Regions from separate parts of the Pan troglodytes genome. Here region 1 is linked to region 2. The links are chromatin contacts, called in public Hi-C maps. All regions are on one chromosome and are shown on one strand. The core of a region is the stretch at or near the end of the contact, and the rest is flanking DNA. Distances in the headings are between cores, read along the strand shown. Region 1 overlaps OTOGL (otogelin like). Region 2 overlaps OTOGL (otogelin like).

What was found. Hi-C and Micro-C count contacts between places; a contact is called where the count stands out from the background.
Region 1: a contact with region 2 is called in a Hi-C map of stem cell-derived neural progenitor cells, with 2.4 times the contacts expected there. The contact joins two enhancer-like sites. A contact is called at or near these places in 3 of 7 Hi-C or Micro-C datasets (blood, induced pluripotent stem cells and stem cell-derived neural progenitor cells) and 1 of 1 other capture datasets (stem cell-derived neural stem cells).

The regions. Positions count from the first base shown.
Region 1 is chr10:87,052,753-87,057,000 of NHGRI_mPanTro3-v2.0_pri, reverse strand. It overlaps OTOGL (otogelin like), which reads right to left. Exons shown (of 58, transcript XR_010148372.1): 19 at 1,746-1,870. Among named protein-coding and RNA genes, the nearest start is that of OTOGL, 74 kb to the right of the region's middle. Within about 2 kb of position 1,265, at least 1 of the 24 cell types and tissues checked has an H3K27ac peak or open chromatin away from gene starts, as enhancers often do. A contact at or near this core is called in stem cell-derived neural progenitor cells, where this site is marked.
Region 2 is chr10:86,983,366-86,987,328 of NHGRI_mPanTro3-v2.0_pri, reverse strand. It overlaps OTOGL (otogelin like), which reads right to left. Exons shown (of 58, transcript XR_010148372.1): 1 at 1-3,963. Among named protein-coding and RNA genes, the nearest start is that of OTOGL, 4.5 kb to the right of the region's middle. Within about 2 kb of position 1,483, at least 8 of the 24 cell types and tissues checked have an H3K27ac peak or open chromatin away from gene starts, as enhancers often do. A contact at or near this core is called in stem cell-derived neural progenitor cells, where this site is marked.

The DNA.
Region 1 (4,248 bases), core at 16-2,515, 70 kb before region 2:
ACTGACATTAAGTTAAGGATAACTAAAGAAGATCCTCATGAAAAAAAATCCTTTAGAATCTAGATCAGAGTTATTGACTTTTGTCTACTTATTTTCCTTTCTTTGGGGATCTTCCTGAATTTACCTATTTGAATTTTTTTAAAAAAAAATCACAGTTCATGGCAAAGCTAAAAAAAAGTTAATATCAAATATATGTATGCACGTACATAGCATGTGTGTGGTTTAGGGTGCATGTGGGGAAGTTAATGTGGGTAGTTCACAGGCTTATTTTCAAAGACAAGGCAAATATCTCAAAATATAAATAGTCTATATATCCAGTTTAATATTTCAATTTCGTATATGTGTATATTTAAAAGACATGGGATATGGGAAGAAAAGTGATAGAAAATAGAGCAAAATAGCATATAATAAAGGAGGTAACTAAAGAAATGACCACAGGGAAACTGAATTTATCAATTGAACTCTACTTCAACTTTAACATGTTATTAAAAAATAAAAAGTAAAGTTGCTACAATATCCAGGAGGAAACCAAGAAAGAAACAAACCAAACAAGAGTAGTTGAAGGAGGAGGAGTAGATTAGTTGAAAGTTGGGGACAGAATGGAGGAAGGTATTGTTAAATGGGAGTGAGATTAAAAGTAGTCATTCATGAAACTAAAAAACTCTAGTCTAGCCGTGTTATTATAGATAAGAAAAATGATCAAAGAGGTTAAGAAACGTTTTCAAGTTTAAAAGCTGGCTTAGATTTAAAAAAGACAGAAAGCACAAAGAGCAAAAGTATCTTGTGCTCTTTCCAGCATACCAGAATCCTATATTAATAATAAAAACAATATGGCAATCAACAGAATCCTCCCAACAACCACCACATGATCCGTAAACTGTGCTGGCTTCTTATGAATGCTCAACCAATATGAGTAATGTATTTTTAAAAACTACATCCAAATAGTGAACTAGCCAAGATGATTAAAGGAAAAAATAAACTTATAAGAATATTTAAGCATGTACATTAATTTTTTCACAATTATATATATACATGTGTATGTCTTGTATATATCTTCTATCTGAATATATACATGTGTATCTTCTATCTGAATATATACATGTATATCTTTTTTATTGCAAAGTGAACTAGACTTTAACATGGTTTGCTGGGGCTTTAGTTTTAAAAAATGCAGCCAAAAATTCTTAGCATGTGAGTTGTCCTGTCATTGCAAATTGGAACTCTGGAGCATGACCATCTCAAATTGTTGCCCACTCAATGGCACAAAGCCTCTTTGGATCACTGGCTTCCTGCTTATAAAGCCATAATATATGCTATGAGTAGGGCTCATGAGCAATGAGTAATGAGATGGTAATAACTGACATCAAACATCCCTGGACAATCACAGCATTCTCAGAGGATTCCTAGAGGCTTTTCTTTAGTATTTAAAGACTCTGAAAACTCCCAAATGCTAGTCCACATCTGCAAACAAGGGATTTCTAAACATCTAAAATAAGAAAATTTATGAAATAAAAATAGGAAATAAAAGCCACTGTCAGGTTTTTAAAAAACAACCTAGATTACATGAAAAGACATATGTAAAGGCATAATATTAAGCAAAAAAAATACACAAGGAATGGCATTGATTTTACCATAATGGAGAAAATTAGAATTTAAACTCACTATCTAATTTTATAAAATTATAGTAATACATAGAACTTTTCCCTAAGTTTACAGCAGAAAGGAAGTTTACATGCAAAACTTACTGTTTTGTTGATTGATGTTACAGGGGTCCACCATTGGGACATGAACAGGTGCAAAACAGGTAGAAGAAACTCTCCACGCATTTGCGTGAAGTTGTGGTGTACCTTCTATCATGCCTGATGGAGAACTAGAAAGCAAAGACAATGCTCATCTTCATGTATCTCTCATTCATTTGTTCATAACTTTCAGATATTTAAATAAGAGAATACTATTTTTCATAATGTACAAGGAAATCTTACAGCTTGAAATTTTCTACCAGTTTAAAAAAAAGTACAACGATATTAAGCTCCATATTATTGACATTTTGCAATGTGCCAAATTGTAGACATACATGATTTTATTTAATCTTCATCTCAAACTTATAAGAAAAACATCTTTTATCCCCATTTTACAGAGAAAGCAAAGCAGAATCTCCGAGAAATATTAAATTACACTAAGCTGCTAAGTATCAAAGTCACAATTCACAGTTCTCCCTGACTTAACCACATACACTCACACAACCAAAACTTTAGCATGTGTGTGGTTGAGGGTGCATGTGGGGAAGTTAGTATGGGCATTTCACATGATTTTTTTCAAAGTAAAGACAAATATCTCAAAATATAAATAGTCTATACATCCAGTTCAATATTTCAATTTCCATTATGAGATCCGAAATATCAAGATTCCATTATGAAGTGGGCAAACCAAATGAAAAACATCTATCTTAAAACTACAACAGTGTTTAGGAAACAAACACACAATTCCACCCCCAGCAGCCATTCAGATGTATTCATTCATCAACCAACATTTATTAAGTGACAACCCCTATTGGACAATGTGCCAGACACTATCAAAACTTCTTAGGAATCAGGTTGAACTAGATCTCCTGCAGGAAGTTTTTGACCACACCACAATCCTGACTGTGTTAACTCCTCCAATATGGCTAAGTAGAAGAGTAGGCATTATCTCAGCTTTCTCTAGTGTCCTTATAGATTAACTATTTTCACTGGAGCTGCTCAGCAGAGTGACCGAGAGAGGACAAAAAAAGGGAGCAATGCAAGCCATTTCCTTGTCCCCACCCTTTCGTCCTTCTCTCCTTTTCCTATTCCTCAAAATCAAACTAGCCCATAACTGTAAAGAACTGCAACAAACACCCTAGTACAAAATCTCATTTTGCTTATTTAAGAACACTGAGACTCAAAGTAATTGCATGGTTTGTGCTAGTTCATTTCTTCTCATTCTTTCCCCCTTCCTGCTCTCTTCACTCCTCTGAAGGACAATAAAATAGGTCAGGGTGACAGGTCAAGGTTTCCAGGTGGAACTGACTTAGAGCTTGGCTCTCTTATTTCATTTAGTTTACCTTAAAACAATAAATTTTAAAAATAGAGCTAAAATGTGGACTTATTTATTGTCTTTCATTTTATAAAATAACCTTTCAGCTCACCATAGTCGACTTATTATAATAAGGCATACAAAATATGTTTTCAAGTAATTAATATTTTCTATTCCGCAATGTCTGCATATTCACATTAACCTTTGTGAAGAAAGAGTTTTAACTACTTAAGTTGGAAAGCTAAACACTGTTCACAAGTTATCTCTGACTCCGAAGTATCATCTTGCACTCTTATCACACCTAAATGTTTATACGTGGCGGGGACTGGTGCCTTAGAAAGAGGCAGACAGATCTGCCGACTCTTAAACATTGACTGCTGACCCATTGTGACAAACAAAGAAGAGAAAACAGGATTAATGTCTTTTCTGAACATCATAGCCAAGCCACTTAATGTAGTTTCTGCTTCTCAAGTGTGGTGAAGATATCAATATTTTGACCTACAAATAAATAAAACAAAAAACTGAATTACCTAAAAACAAGGTACAGGAAGACAAGGAGACAAGATAGAAGAAATTAAAATTTTTTAAATTTTAAATGCCAGTTCCCCTTGCCCATCCAAACTATCTTCCTGATGCCCCACTAAACATTCTATCTCAGTTCAATTAACTGTCCACTATATGTGAGGTTCTATGCTAGTTCCTAAGAATACAAAGACCAAGGACATAACTCTTAGTCTCAAAGCCCTAACAGATAAACAAGACAAGAAACCAGACAGATAAACAATAAATTTTCATAGATAATGCATTGTCAGATTTAACTTTTGAATGCTCAGGCAAATAATGTCTGAATTGGGGTGAACAATAAATGGGAGGTCACAAGAAAGATGAGGAGCAGGAGAGAACCCAAGCAGGAAGGAGGGTACGGGCAAGAATGTTTTTTAAAAAGCACATATATTTTATTGCAGCACTATTTACAATAGCAAAGACTTGGAACCAACGCTAATGCCCATCAATGATAGACTGGATAAAGAAAATGTGGTACTATGCAGCCATGAAAAAGAATGAGTTCCTGTCTTTTGCAGGGACGTAGATGAAGCTGGAAACCATCATCCTCAGCAAACTATAACAGGAACGGAAAACCAATCACCGCATGTTCTCACTCATAAGTGGGAGTTGAGCAATGAGTACACATGG
Region 2 (3,963 bases), core at 234-2,733:
CTGGGATTACAGGCATGAACCACCACTCACCTCTTTTTAAAAGGAACAGCAGCTTCCCAGTATAGCCAAGTAATCCCCAGAACATAAAATTTAACACAGAAAATTTTCTGACCTTTGTGGATCTTCTCTATCCAAGTGCATGACAAATATTTATTTCACTCCTCAGTGTTCATATTCAATCCTATCTCTTCAAATAACATCATTGACAATTAAAAAGAAATCTCAACCCTCTCCCCAAGTGAATATTTCAAGCTGCATCCTGTGTCAACTCCTGGCACTGAGTCAGCCTTGTCAGCCCAATTTAGAGCACATGGCAGTAATCCAATTCATTGTGGCTGTTTGTGGTCCCCAGATCAGGTTTCAAAAACGAAGGGGCAGCAATCCGGTGACCTTCTCAAGATAGTAGAAAACAACTCTGGTCATGACTGACACTTGATCTTTCTGCTAACATTAGCTCCTAATCAAAGATGGTGCCAAGCTTGTATCTGACACCAGCCCACAAACCTTTCTGTCCTCCTCCAAGAGGTGTGGGCATCCTGTCACCCACTGAGTTTCAGTTTTGGAATGACTGTCCCTTTCAGATCCAAGGAAGTCTGATTTTATTGACATTTGAGATAAAGCTCAAGGCCTGTCTTAATTGAGCTTTCCAGTTATTTATAATGCATACATATTTACTATTCATTGTCTTTATACTTAGTGAGGTTCAATGTGATTAGTAATAAAGACGTGGTTATAACTTTATAAAATTAACAACCCCAGAATATTCATATTGTAATCAGGAGATGGCATCCACTCGGAAGCTTTTTTCTGTGCACCTCTCATCCTGTCGTCCTTTCTTAAAAATGTATTACTCTTCCTGGGCTTCGTGTCATCCTTCCTCCATACTTCTGCTGGATCTTCAGGACTGGCTCAGGCATGGCCACAAATTGGCCCCAGCAGGGTCTGCAGAAGTAAACTTTACCTCCTAGGCCAGGCCCTATTTTTCTTACTTCACCAAATACTAAGTATCGGTATTAAAAAACAAAAACAAAAACAAAAAAAACCTGGCCACTTGCCTAAGTCGTCCCTAAATCAGGAAGCTGTTCTTAATGTGAAGAGGCCTTTAGGGAACCCTGTTGTTTTCTCATCCCTTACCTCTTATATAAAAGTCCGTGTTGAGGCCTGAAGATTCTTGGAGCTCTGGATGTGTTCAAAGTTAACTACTGGCTTTGCCCCAGCTCTGAGTTTACACATAATATATTATCTGAATTAGTCGAGTTCCAAGTTTTCTATACAGAATTTTATCTTCTTTCTATCTCCATAAACAAACAATCTTTGAAGCTAGATAATATGGGAAAAGAGGATGGAATCATTTCACCCTGCCTTGTTTGTTTCCATGAGGATTCTAACCCAAAGGAAAAGATGAGTCATTCAGCATCATTTCCTATGTGGTGCTTTGGACTCTGTGCTATCTTAGCCAAAAGAGGGCAGCACTCCATGGGTTTTGAATTCACAGGAAGCAAAACTTCAAACAGTTTTTAACTGAACTCTTAAGCAAGGCACTGTACTCTATTACATGGGATAACACAGATTAATAAGACCTCCCCAAACAAGCAGGAACAGGAAAGGAGAGAAGAGTTGGGGAGAGCAGTTAAAACATTGCCATGTGTTTGGGAGTGGTGAGCGATACGTCTGAAAATAAAGAATGGATGAGATCGTGAGGGTCCCTTGACGATTAGGCATTTATTCTTTATTTGAAATGCAGTGGGGAGCCTCTCCAAGTTTTTCAACAAGTGAATCATATGATTAGAACTCTGTTTGGGGAAGATACATGTGTTAGGGATGTATTAGAGAGATTGAAATAGGGAGACCAAAGAGCAGAGGGAAACATGGACAGGAAAATAATACAAGAGACATCCGAGAGGTAATGAAGATCTAAGCCAGAGGGATGGCAGAGAGAAAAGGAGGATGACACCTGATGGGAGAGACATGGCTAAGTAGGAAAGATGGACTTTAATGGACTTGATATAAGGAGAAAGGGACCAAGATAAACCCAGAGTTTCACATCTGAGATCTGGGCATATGGTAGAGCCTTTAACCAAAATTAGGAAGAAAGAAAAAAACAACTGTTTTGAAGCAAACATAATGAATTTGGTTTTGAACACATTTTCCCTTCAGAGAGCGTGAGATGTGACTAAGTTGCCAAGATATAAGGGGTAAAAGATAAAAATATAGGAAGGGTATGACTTTAAGGACTACCTTGGAAAGAAGAAGCCCTAAATGCTTACCTGAAAGCCCAGTGCTGAATATATGGCCCACTTGCAGGTGCAGTGTTGGGCCTTAGTGGCCTGTGTTTCTATATCTTCTTGATGTCATCTAACTCTCCTTATTTGTCCCTTTGTTCTAATATTTTTATATTTGTATCTTATGTAGTGCCACCTCAAATCCTTTTGTGAATAAATTAGAATAAGCAGCAATTAATCAATCCTGATAATTACATTTTTCTATATAGACTTTAAGATACAGCCATCTTCAGTAAGCACATAGGACCCATGTGTAAAATGCAGATCACTAATATTTACTGAAAACTAATATGCTAGGCAGTAAACTAAAAGTTTTATACACATCATTTCATTTTATATTATGATTAACAAAACAAGATTATGAAGCAATGCCATTATTATCCCTTTTTACAGATGAGGACACTGAAACACAATGACATTAACACTAATTTGGCCGGGTGCAGTGGCTCACATCTGTAATCCCAGTACTTTGGGAGGCCAAGGTGAGTGGGTCACTTGAGATCAGGAGTTCAAGACCAGCCTGGCCAACATGGCAAAACCCTGTCTCTACTAAAAATATAAAAATTAGCCAGGCATGGCAGTGCACACTTGTGATCCCAGCTACTTGGGAGGCTGAGGCCGGGGAATCGGAATCACTTGAACCCAGGAGGCAGAGGTTGCAGTGAGCCAAGATTGCACCACTGCACTCCAGACTGGGCAACAGAGGGAGACTCCTTCTCAAAAAAAAAATTAATTTATAATATAGCAGAACTTACATTATAACCCAGGCAGCCTGACCTCAGAGCCAGTGTACCTAACCACTATGCCTACTTCCTCTCTGTTCACATTGCCTGTCTCATTATACCAGCCCATTTTCCTGATTCCTCTCTATATGTCTCATGCTCCACTTTAGGATGCCATTTACATGTGTTAACAGAGCATTGGCATCCGGGGCAGTGTCTTGAATCAGGAAACTGTGTTGCCTCCATATATAGAGGATAAATTAGTAGGTTGAAGAAAAGATATACTACTTCATTTTTCTAAAATTAAATTAAATCTATCTCTGAACCCCTACACATCAAGGCAGATGAGTAACAGTCCAATACTTGTCATATGGGAGATGCAGTTCCTCCTCCCATGACATCATACAAGAATACTGACTTATAAGATGCCAGAAAATAAATGGGAGGGAGAAGCCAAGGAGCCACGTTTATTTTTGACCCTTTTTGTCATCCAATTTGCCTGGTATTAGGCAGCCTCAAAGGGGCTCCTCCTTTTGTCTGTTCATGAACTCAACCAATGAAATCCTCAACACCGATTCAGTGGCACAGTTATTGGAGTCCAGCCTTCCTGGACACTCAACAATTACATGACTCCAGCACTATGGGCAACAGGGGCCCACTCACATTATCTCAATTTTAGGAATGCTCATTACTCTCTCCCCTAAATAGGGCCATTATCTTCCTCCTCCCAGCCTTAAGAATCTTCCCTTTCCTAGAAAGTCTAGCTTCAGACTTTAGAAAACAATTTTTGTCTATTAAATTGTCAATGAGGCTAATGAAACCCAGATCTCTAAGACGTAAAACCTTCTCAGTATGGGAGAGAAAAAAATACGTCTTTTACTATCGACTCCTTTACATTAGCTAGAATGAAAAATAGTAAGATATATATTATTCTGCCACTTAACTATAGTGGAAAAGGA